Linked DNA regions of Pan troglodytes: region 1 is linked to region 2. The links are chromatin contacts, called in public Hi-C maps. All regions are on one chromosome and are shown on one strand. The core of a region is the stretch at or near the end of the contact, and the rest is flanking DNA. Distances in the headings are between cores, read along the strand shown. Region 1 holds the start of EPS8 (EGFR pathway substrate 8, signaling adaptor). Region 2 overlaps EPS8 (EGFR pathway substrate 8, signaling adaptor).

Evidence for each region. Hi-C and Micro-C count contacts between places; a contact is called where the count stands out from the background.
Region 1: a contact with region 2 is called in a Hi-C map of stem cell-derived neural progenitor cells, with 2.1 times the contacts expected there. The contact joins the promoter of EPS8 here to the enhancer-like site in region 2. A contact is called at or near these places in 1 of 7 Hi-C or Micro-C datasets (stem cell-derived neural progenitor cells) and 1 of 1 datasets of contacts at active chromatin or transcription factors (stem cell-derived excitatory neurons).

The regions. Positions count from the first base shown.
Region 1 is chr10:22,918,820-22,924,432 of NHGRI_mPanTro3-v2.0_pri, reverse strand. EPS8 (EGFR pathway substrate 8, signaling adaptor) reads left to right here and starts at 2,263. Exons shown (of 21, transcript XM_528750.8): 1 at 2,263-2,578.
Region 2 is chr10:22,756,257-22,762,485 of NHGRI_mPanTro3-v2.0_pri, reverse strand. The region is part of intron 18 of EPS8 (EGFR pathway substrate 8, signaling adaptor); the gene reads left to right. Among named protein-coding and RNA genes, the nearest start is that of EPS8, 160 kb to the left of the region's middle. Within about 2 kb of position 1,980, at least 8 of the 24 cell types and tissues checked have an H3K27ac peak or open chromatin away from gene starts, as enhancers often do. A contact at or near this core is called in stem cell-derived neural progenitor cells, where this site is marked.

The sequences.
Region 1 (5,613 bases), core at 1,014-3,513, 160 kb before region 2:
TAACCCATTCTTTTTTTTTTTTTTTTTTTTTTTTTGTGGAGGCTTTATTGCGTAGGCATGATTGATCAAGTCATGGGCCATTGGTGATCAGCTTAACCAACCCCGGAAGTTAGAGGGTGGGGCTGAAAGTTCCAACACACTAATCATGCCTTGGTCCTTCCTATGACCAGTCCCCATCCTGAAGCTATGCTGGAGCCCCCAGCCATCAGCCAATTCATTCAAATACAAAAAGATATTCATCACTTTGGAGATTTCAAGGATTTTAGGAGCTATATGTCTGGAAATGGGATGAAGACCAAATATATATTTTATAATATCACAGGCCTTTTTAAAGCCTGTTCTGTGTTACTGTTTCTTACTAGACGTAAATGGAGCCAAACAAGGCATATTTATTAAATTTACAAATGTTATGTTAAAAGTGATCACTAGTATTTATCTGAAATTGTGTCCTAAAACAAACACGATAAAATTTAATAAGAATAAAACAAAAATTAAGATTTAAATACATAGAAGTATAGACTATGAAAGGTGGAAGATACGGTTTAATTTAGTTCATGTGAAATAGACTTGGGTGTTCTATTTGAATCTAGGTAGTGTGTGCTTGCATCAAAGGGGTGGCTGATCAGCAGCTGGAGAACTGGAACTCAGTTCTTGGCCCACTGTATTTGAATATTGTATTCTGAGTGCACAATTTAGAGAGGAGAATGAAAATCAAAACACATTCAAAGCAAGGTGAATAGTGTGATTATGGCAGCTCACTGCTATTTGAAAAACACTTAAAAGAGAATTTTTGAAGAAATGTATTAGATCTGTTGGTTACTTAATAGTTGCTCCTACTATTTCAAGGCTTGCAGTGTCTATAAAGAATGAGATTCATATTGCGTTGTTCCTAGGGGCAGAACCAAGACCAGTAGTATCAGGGAAGTTGATTTGATGTTCATAAATGATACAGGCTATAGTGTTAAGCAGACCTGGTTGTTAATTCTGGCGTCAGCATTGGCTTTGGCAAAAAGAAGGAAACTTCTGGGTTTCATTTTCCTAATGTGTTTAATAGGTATAATAAGGCCCATCTCATTTTAAGGACTAGGAATAATGTGTGTAAGTTGCTCAGTTCCTGGCATAGGTAAATATTCAACAAATAATCATGGTTATATGTAATGATAAAAATAGAAATTTACAACATTGGAAATGTTCAAGTGGATAGTGGTCTGGTGGAAATATTGGAGAGAGGATTCCCACTTAAAATAGGGGACTGGACTTAGCCGTTATATCGATTCCAACTTTTAGAATGGTTTGAATGTCCACCTTGGCATGTTACGTCGTTTCTCCCTGACTGTGCTTTTATTTGCTTCACAAAGCAAGCAAGTCCAATCTCTTTTAACCAAGTTTAATTTATAGGCTTTCGTGGACTTCTGGAAGTCAACTGACTTCGAAGTTAGGACAGCATGGGGGGATTGGGGGAGTAGCTATGACAATGAGGAGTTTTAAGAGTGAGAAAACACAATGTCTATGAGAACATGGACTTCTCTTTTAGAGGCTCCATGAGCTACTCAGAGAGGAGGTTATGAAGGTTGGTTAAGGTACGAGAGGCACAAAGTGAAAGAAGCCTCCACTACTTCAAACCACATCAGGGCTTTTGGCAAGAGCTACATGAAAAATAGGCTCCCAGGCAGCCGGGCGAGGCGGGTCTGGGCTTGCAGGCTGGCGCTAAGGACCGGCAGTTGGGAGACTCTCAGGGACCCGATGGAGGGCCTTGGGCACCACCAGTTTACCGCATGGGTTGGAGAGACAAAAAAAGAGGAAAGCGACAAAAGGGGGAAAATAGGTCCGATGACCAGAGGAGGAAGACGAAGGCTGGCTGGTCATTAGATGCGGCTTGTTTGCCGCCAAAGGGCAGGGGTTACGAGCTGTGCAGCCAGACTGGGTGTTGCAACCCGAACGCTCCTTCCGCCCGGGGCGTCCATCCTCGCCGGGGGCGAAGCTCTCCACACGCTCTTTGCCCCTTCCTGCGCCTCCTGGCTGCTAGTCAGTCCTGTTAGGGCACTTCTGGAAACCTGCTGTCGACTCGCTGCCTTGGTCCGACTTTGATCGCGGCCTTGATAACTTGGCGCAGCGCCCCGTCTCCTTTCCTCCGGTCCCTCTCCCGCCCACCCGGCCTCACCGGCCGCTTCGCCTCCAGCGCTGGAGTCGACCAGAACTCTGCGGCTCGGCTGCCGGCAAGACCCGGATAGCGGATTCCGCTCCTGGCTGCGGGGCGCGCACTCGCCCGCCCGCCCGCTCGCTCGTTCCTCGCGCGGGCACTGGGCATGCGCGGCGCGCGGTTGGCACTGGCTGCGAGCGGGCGGGCGGCTCCAGACTTCACAGGCAGCTAGCGAGGCGGTCTCGCCCGGCGCGAGGCCGGCGCTGTGCTCGCCTCGGAGATCGCTGCTCTTCAGCTGGGTGCGGAAGGCGGCTCCGCGGCTCGCGGACGACTGGCTGGGCGCGAATCAGATTGGGGGGCTTTCTCCCGGTCCCCTCCCACCTCTTCTGGGCTCGCGGCGTCTCCGGGGAAAGCCGTGGCCCCGAGGGCGGATCCGAGGTAAAAGCCCCTTGTCGAAAGGCGCCGGTCCCGGGGTCCGGCGGCTTTGACTTTCTCGATTTTAAAAATCCGCCTTTGTGTGCTGGAATCGGAGCGGTGCCAGGAGCCGCGTCCGCCTCCCTTCACTTTGACTGCTTTCAACTGGTGTTGGCAGCCAGGTGCGGTAGGGCGCTGCGGCCGGAGGCGTCCGCTCGCCGGGTCCGGGCAAGCCAAGCCGCGGGGCCCGTGCAGACCCGCGCCCAGGGCTCCGGGAGGCTGGGCAGGGAGGGTTCGCCGTGGCCCAGTGATATTCATGGTAACCTGAGCTTCCACAGATACACCTGCGCTCATCTGGTCCGTGGGGCGACTGCAGACCGAGTATCCGGATCTCGGCTTATTATGTTAGACTTGGGATTTGTGAGCTGCTCTGCCGACCCGCCTCAAATGGGGAGGGGTTCTTTTCAAAATGACCCTTTAGGGCAGGGTCCCACCCCCGTTTACCCCCTCGAATTAAGATAGCTAATTGTTTCGGAATCGTTGTCAATGCCTAATGGCTGTTGACTTTGACTTTCTTAGCTTGCTCCACTTTACTCACCATTTTACTTTTGGGAAGACAGACGGCCTTTCTCCGGTTGTGGTCAGTTCATGCATTTGAAATGGGTTTCCCCACCCATGTACCCCCTGCTCTCTCCGATGTTCTCACTCTTACTTTCCTTCCTAGGACTACCTGTTTGCAAAATCTTTGCACCGACCGTTCTCCGGCAGTGTTTCTCAAATCCTCCTCCTCCCATAGGGCCCGTAGTACTGTTGGAATCTCGCGGGGGGCAGGACGCCGTGGTTAGGATTTGAAATCCGCAGACATCTAGAGCGGTGAAGGATTAGGAATTAGAATCCTCCTTTACAAAATATGTTTCAGTGAAATGTGTTACTGCTTCTCTTTTCAAGGTTTCTTGCCTTAGATAGTAAGGGGAATAGGTACAAGAGCTAATATGTTAGGATGAGTTCAGGTAAAACTTGGTTTCAGATGTGTGAAGAGTGTGACTTTTTGGCTTTGTCATTTTTGGGAAATAGGAGAGTTAGGATTCCGGGCAATCTTCTTTATATTGAAAAAGCCCCTCAAAGTAACTGTGTTGTGTATTGCCTCTAGTTTATTTTCATTGAAAGGACTCCATTCTTCCACAGCTCCTTGGGTTCTGGAAAGTGAGCACTAGTAATGGACATCATGTGGTAGTGAGTCTATTGGAATTAAAGTCAATGTCATCCTGTGTCACCTAGTATAGATTTTGTGTTTGGGATCGCAGTTTTCTAAACATATTGCTGTAGTTCTTAAGTTGCTGGTGTGGAAAATTTTTGGTCACGAATTCACACTTTTACTTACAATTTGACAGTTAAAACAGTATAGAATTGTCACATAAAGGGTAAGGTAGAATGTATCACAAATGCAATAGTGATAATATAATGCCTTTAGTGCAGAATACACAGATTGAGACTTTGTAAGATTGCACCACAAGTCATTCACTTTATAGCAGAAAAAAAAGAAGGAAAATATAATTTGCTTTTAATTCTACTATTCTGAGATAACCGCTGTTTACAAGACTTGGTGCATTCTCTTTGTAATTTTTTTCACTTCCCAATGTCATTGAATATTATATAGTAATTTCCAGTAAGTGTAATTTAACTTATACTGTTAGTAGCCCCACTCTTAATAGGGTGATGTTTCTTTTGTTTCCTGTCAGGAACCTAATGTCTAATTTTGAATATTTTGCTTGTTTGTGATCGAACTTAAAGATTCATTTTGTTTTTATTTCTAGCTTTTTCCTGCTTTCAAGGTTTTATCAATACTGATTCTTTTCAGATACCAGTTCTTTTCTATGCTATGGCATAGGCTTGCTACTCTCTACTTTGTGTTTATTATATTCCAAATCCTAGTTATTTTCTTACACTCTGTTTCACACCCTTTACCCTACTGCTTTTTATTCTTCTCTCTACTCCCTTCTTTTACATACCTCTTCTAATTCTGCAGCAGGTCACTTGAACCAAGGTTTGTATAAGAAAACATAGTATCCAGAATAGGAAATGATAGCTTTTTAAAAGTTGTCTCTTTAAATACTTGAAGTTCTATTGGATGAACATTTTAGCACTGATTTATGTAATATTTATATGCAACTCAGCTTTCCTGAGTTGTGTGAAACATACTTGGTAGTTACACGGATCATCACAAAACAACATAAGTTAATGATAAGGTACAAACTTTTGGACATCTGTAGAGGTATGTCGGGGGAAAAAGTGGAATTTTAATTAAAGTATTCTGGCTATAGTAAATCCCTCCTGGGAATTATTAATACTACATGAAATTGTTTGCAGCTGTTAGTGATTGAAAATATTTTTGTAAGAAAAATTCTGCATTGGAATAGTTGCAAACATTTTAAGTTGAATATATGCAAGAAAGTTTAAGGGTCTTCAGTGCTTCACTACAACCTTTTCAGTATTTTCTAGATGTATTCCTAAATGGGATTTTAAAAAATAGACCTTATTTCTCAGAAGTTTTGGATTTACAGGAAAGCTACAAATACGGTGTCTATATACCCCCATACCAGCTTCCCCTCTTATTAACATCTTGTATTATTGGTATTTGTTACTATTAATGAACCAGTATCAGTACATTAGTATTAACAAAGTTTATACTTTATTTAGATTTCCTTAGTTTTTAATGTCCTTTTTCTGTTCCAGGACCCTACCATGCAGGACACCACTAAATGTATTTCCTCGTAATGTCTCCCTAGGCTCTTCTTGGCTGTGACAGTTTGTTAGACTTCCTTGTTTTTGATGATGTTTGAGGAGTACTGGTCAGGTATTTTGTAGAATGCATTTACATTGGAATTTACCTAATGTTTTTTCTCATGATTAGACTGTGATTATAGGTTTTTGGTAGAAAGATCACAGAGGTAACGTGCCATTTTCATCTCATATCAAGGGTATATACTATCAGTATGATTTGTCACTGTGATACTCATCTTTATCACCTGGCTGAGATAGTGTTTATCAGATTTTTCCAC
Region 2 (6,229 bases), core at 731-3,230:
GAAGTATTCTCTCCACTCTCTAATGCATGCCTTTCTACTCCTTTTCCAATCTGTTATGATAATTGAATGCAGACTCTGGAGCCAGACATCCTGGAATTTGTATACCGAAACAACACTTGCCAGCTTCCTGACCTTCAATGATTTAATTATCCTCTCAGCACTTCAATATCTGAAAAGTGGAGAAAAATAATAGTATCTGCTTCATAGGATAAGTGTGAGGATTTAATGAGATAATGCATAGAAAGCATCTACTTCAGTGCTTCTCAGCCAGGAGCGATTTTGTCTTCTTCTCCATCCTTCTGAGGACATTTGATATTGCCTGAAGACATTTTTGGTTGTCAAAACTGGGGGGATGCTACTGATGTCTAATGGGTAGAGACCAGGGACACTTAGCAACAATTACAATGCACAGGACAGTCCCCAGCAACAGAGTTATCTGGCCCAAAATGTCAATGGTGCTGAGGTTGAAAACCCCTGACTGATTTTGACCCCTGTATGACATGTAATACGCAGTCACTAACTACATGCTGCTGTCGCCATCATCATCATCATCATCATAACCTTCCTACTTCTCTTCCTCTTGTTTGCTATTCACAGTAGCTGCACAATCACACTATGTTAATATAATCACCTGCCAATAGTAGTCTCAGATTTAGCCTCCAAATTCAAATTTCATGTGACTTACACTTCAGTGCCATATTTTCATAACTTGAAATTTGATATTTCATATAAATGGTTTCTATGAAAACCATATTTAAGTAAACTAAAAAGACACTATGACCAACTTTGGATTATCCTTATTTGTATTATTGGCGAATAGCAGTGTAGATATTTTGAAAACTGAAGGTAGTTTTAAGATAAATTTTGTTTAACCTTGTAGTATATGGCATGTCAATTTAATCTCCAAATTTGGTGTTTTAAACGTATTATAAAGTTACTTGGCTTTACCTATACTTGATATGTAAAAACTCTTGGAAAACCAGAGCTATGAAGATATTTCATATTTCCCCAATATGACAAAAGTATATGAAGTGTGTGTGTGTATGTGTGTGTGTGTGTGTGTGTGTGTGTGAGTGAGAGAGAGATAGAGAGACAGAGAGAGAGAGATGGATATCTATCTTTCCTTCAATGTGGGCCTCTCTTAGGGTTCTGCCTTCGTTTTCCACATAAACATACTTTTACTGTAGTTCATTCTATTTCCATTTCTTTCAATACTATTTATATTGTTGGGAAAAGAATGATTCCCAAATTAGTCATCGTATTAAAACTCATCTCTGACATCCAGATACCAGTATGGAACTATTAACTTTATAGCCGAGATTGGATGCTTTCTATTTATGTTCAAAACTAAATGGCTGAATCTTTCACTCCCATTTTCATCCTACTGTTTTTCTCACGTCAGTAAGTTATTGCCACATCTGTTCAGTTGTGGACATTCTTGATAAAATAAAAAATAAAAAAGACACTAGAACTATTACTATTTAACAACTCTAAAAATTCTGGTTAAATGCAATAAGCATAAGCCTACTTTTACTCATTAATTTTTCTCCCACGGTATGTCCAATTTAAATGACTGTCATATCTATCTTGCCGGGAAACTAAAGGAAAAATGAAGTTTTGGAAAAGTGATTAGCTCTTTCTGTACAGCAAAAACAACTGTGTGTGTGAGTGTGTAGAACCATAATAAAATAGAATATGCTACTAAGTTTTTAAAATTATGTGGAGTTTTTAAAAAGAGCTTTCTTTTTCAAATACACTAAAGACATAGTTTTAAGATGAGAAATTTCTATAAATATTTTTAGTGAGTTCCCTAAGGAGAAAACTTCCTCTTAGAAATGACTGTTCTCTTCTTTATTCTTCCCACAAGTTTATAGCATTTCCCTCCATAGAGACGTCAGCACAGTCATCTTTGACACGGTGGGACTCTTTATCCAGGCCTAGCTAGGATCAAAGTTCATCGGCCTCCAGTCCCCATTTGGAGCAGTGTGTGGGTTAGGACAGTCTGTTCTTTGTTCACGCTGAGAAACCAAGAATAACCTAGTGGGAAAGAGGCATAGTTTGCATACTTTTAAAGATAGAGAACTCTCCTGATAATTGTGACTCATCATGTTGAAGTCTGTTTTTCATAAGTAAAAGGGTGGCATTGGTGTATAAAATATAAACATCTCTCCCAAAATTCACACACATACTTGTTTCCTTAGAATATTAAAAATCTTACAATATATTTGCAACTTATGTAAGTTCCTTTTTAAAATATCTCAAAAATACAGTTTGGCATTAAATAAATATATTTCTTTTTATAAAACAAATATTTCTTGATAACTTTATTGCAGAACAGTTTTTCTCTGAATGAATGTTGGGGCTTAATGTTCTTTTAGAACCAGACAGTAGCACATATTTCAGTGTGTGTTTATTGATAGCCAAATTTCTCTCAAAATATGCCTACTCATCTACCCACATTCTCTGCTTACTGCCTAAACTTCTGGTAAAAATAAAATGAAAGGAACTAGGAAGTAAATACTCATAGAAATCTATCAAGTAGCAGCTATGAACAGGGGAAAAAAGCCAACATGCCTGTTTTTACAATGTAGCAAGTGGCAAGAGTGAAGCCCTTTTGTGGAAGTCTGTGTGTTGCCTATTCAGAATAACTGTGAAGCCTTGTGTCATAGAAGCTATTCAGGCTGTTTTATCGCAGGATCCCAAAAGGTTCTCCTTTTATCGCTTTTAAGATGCCAAACTTTAGTTGCTTTGTATTTCTCCCATTTCCTTTGAAATGGTAGTCCTTTTATTCGAATTTAATCTTTTGTAATCAGAGTGTTACTTTAGAAAGGTGTAAAGTTATTCTGGTTTGCTGTTGTGTGTTAGAACATTAGAAATGGAAAGCAAAAGCCCAGGAACATGTTAGGTGGAGGTTTTTTTGTCCTTCCTGGAAGAAAACTATGCTGTGGACTGGTGATGATTGATACACTGGCTAAGTCAGCAGATGAGAAACCAAATCTTTTAGTGTGGTGATACATTTTATTTTTTATTCCTTTGAGATGCACTCATATGCTGTTTGACAGTTTGTTGTAGTGATTTTTTAAAAGGTAACTAATGAAATGCACATAATGTATACTTAAATGTAACAATCAATAGTATTCTCTCTTACTCTCTCTAGCACCCCCTACTCCTCCCTCCCTCCCTTCCTCCCTCCCCTTTTCCCCTTTTTTGATTACTTCAAAAGATTTCCTAGATACTTGAGGCATTAAAAAAAATTAGACTGAAATAACACTAACTATTCACACTTTCCCTTATTTCCCAGGGGCACCAAACACTTTCTAAAACCCTTTCCCTAGGGGGGAAAAATCACAGAACATTGGTCACAAAAAGCTCCCTAAGTGACCAGGTTATTGTCACTTGCCAACTTAATTAGATTGTTCTTATTTCTTGAAAGTGAAAACAAACAACGAACGTAATGTACCTATGTATATATACACACATATTTTAAAATACACAGACACATGATTCCCCTTCCTGTACTTTTATGCCTTTCCTATTTTTGTCATGACAGTATGTTCATATACACACACACCTTTTCCATTAGCATAAATGGCTAGGAAAAAGGAGTAGCTAGGGAAGTTAATCAAAGGTGATTTTAATGACTTTGGCTATAAAACAGCCCTCTGCTGAAAGTCAGAAGATCCAGTTCTAGCTAAATTATTCTACTAATTGAAATGTGATTTTGACAGATCATTTCTCTGTTTTTGGCCTTCATTTTCTTATCTGGTTATGTAAGGGGTTTGTACATGATGATTCTCAAAGTCTCGGTGAAAAAGTCAGCAGAATGCCTCATTCATTCATTTATTCAACAAGTATTTACTGAATTAAAGCACCGTTCCACGTATTAGGATATAGATGCAAGCAAAAAAGGGAAGCATCCTTTTTCTCCTCAGGCTTATATTTTAATGAAAGGAGGTAGGTTAAAAAACGATTAAGTTGGCCGGGCACGGTGGCTCATGCCTGTAATCCCAGCACTTTGGGAGGCCAAGGTGGGTGGATCACGAGGTCAGGAGATTGAGACCATCCTGGCCAACAGGGTGAAACCCCATCTCTACTAAAAATACAAAAATTAGCTGGGCGTGGGCACGGTGGCACACGCCTATAGTCCCAGCTACTCGATAGGCTGAGGCAGGAGAATCGCTTGAACCCGGGAGGTGGAGGTTGCAGTGAGCCAAGATTGTGCCACTGCACTCCAGTATGGCAACACAGTGAGCCTCTTTCTCAAAAAAAAAAAAAAAGATGATAGACAAAACTATCTATCAAGAAGGTGGTAAGTGGTTTGGAGACTAATAAAACAATGTGGATAGAGAGTGCTTTTGGGGAGGGATTGCAGTTTTATATACATCAGGGGAAATAGAAAGGTGGGGAGGAGTAAGCTATGTGGAGATGCGGGGGAAAGCGTTCCAGGCAGAGCAGACTAGAGTGGCCTTTAAATTTGAAGAGCACCAAGGGAGCCATTGGGAGCAAGAGTGAAGGGCTCCAGAAGAGTTGTGGAGTGGCTTTAGAGAGGTGGAGGTCTTGTAGGGCCTTTTACTGGGAGTAATTAGGATCACTTGGGAATGTTTTGAGCAGAGGGGCTGCAACATCTGACTTGCATTTTTTTTTTTTTTTTTTTTTTTGAGACGGAGTCTTGCTCTGTTGCCAGGCTGGAATACAGTGGCGCTATCTTGGCACACTGCAACCTCCGCCTCCTGGGTTCAAGCGATTCTCCTGCCTCAGCCTCCCGAGTAGCTGGGGCCACAGGCACATGCCACCACGCCCAGCTAATTTTTGTATTTTTAGTAGAGACTGGGTTTCACCATGTTGGCCAGGATGGTCTCGATTTCTTGACCTTGTGATCCGCCTGCCTCAGCCTCCCAAAGTGCTTGGATTACAGGCATGAGCCACCTAGCCTGACTTACATTTTGAAAGAATCACTTAGTTGTTATATTGAGAAGAGAATGAAGAGAAGGGGGGTAGGGTGGTAGGGAGTGGAAGCAGAGAGATCTGTTAATAGGCTGGTAACTCAGACCAAGCTGGCAATAGAAAAAATACAGTGAAATCATTGGATTTTGGATACATTATGAGGTCAGACTAACAGGATCTGCTGATGGATTGGATGTAGTATAGGACAGGGAATCAAGTGCAGCTCCGTGGTATTTTGCCAGAACTGGAAAGATAGAATTGTCATTAAGTGAGTTGAGAAGTCTAAAAAGCAAGTCTAAGAGTTCATAAAAGCAAGCTTCAGGAAGAAGATCAGGAATTCAGGTTTGGGCATGCTATATTTGACATGCATTTGAGCTATTTAACAAATACCCAAATGAATATATCAAGTAGACAGCATATATGCACCCAAGTTCCGAGTAAGAGGACTGGAAAAATAATTTGGTAACCATCATCTTTTAAATGGCCGTGAACCTAAGCACAGTGGTCATTGATGGAGGTAGTGCTGGCAGAGATGAGTCTCAGGAGTGTCCCCTAGAGCACCTTAATATTACTTAGTTGGAGAGATGAGAATATTCAGAAGAGGATCCAGAGAAGGGGAGTCCAGAAACATGGGAGGAAAATGAGGAGACTGTGGTATCCTGGAGGCCACAGGGAGAAAATGTTTCAAGGAGGAATCTTCTGCTTCAAATGTGTGCTGATAGGTTAAATAAGATAGTAGCTGGGAAAGAATTGGCTGGAGTTTAGCAAAGTGTAGTAGAGAGATGGGGGGAAAAGCAAAACTGAATTTCGGTGACATTAAGAGAAAATAGGAGAATGGGAATTGGAGTCCACTAGTACAGGCAACTTTTCGTGAACTTTGCTGTAAAAGGAGCAGAAAAATGGGCAGTAGCTGGGAAAGGACATGGTAAAAAGGACTTGTTTAAAGGTAACAGAAATCATAAAATAATAGCATGTTTGCAGGCTGATGAACTGATTCAGTGAAGAAGGAAAATTAATAACAGGATAAATAAGGGAGAAATGACTGAGTATTTGAATAGGCAGAGAACTTGAGGCCTAGTGCATACATGAAGAGTCAGCCTTGGGAGCAGGGAAACAGCTCTTATATAACATAATAGGAAGGCAGGCAGAACATATGGGGAAAGTGCTGGTAGGAAGAACTACTAGAGGAACTTACGGAGGTTTTCTTCTAACTATTTTATTCATAAATTAGGAAATGAGATCAGCTCAAGGTGAGGATTGGGGAATAGGGTTAGAAGTTCGTAGA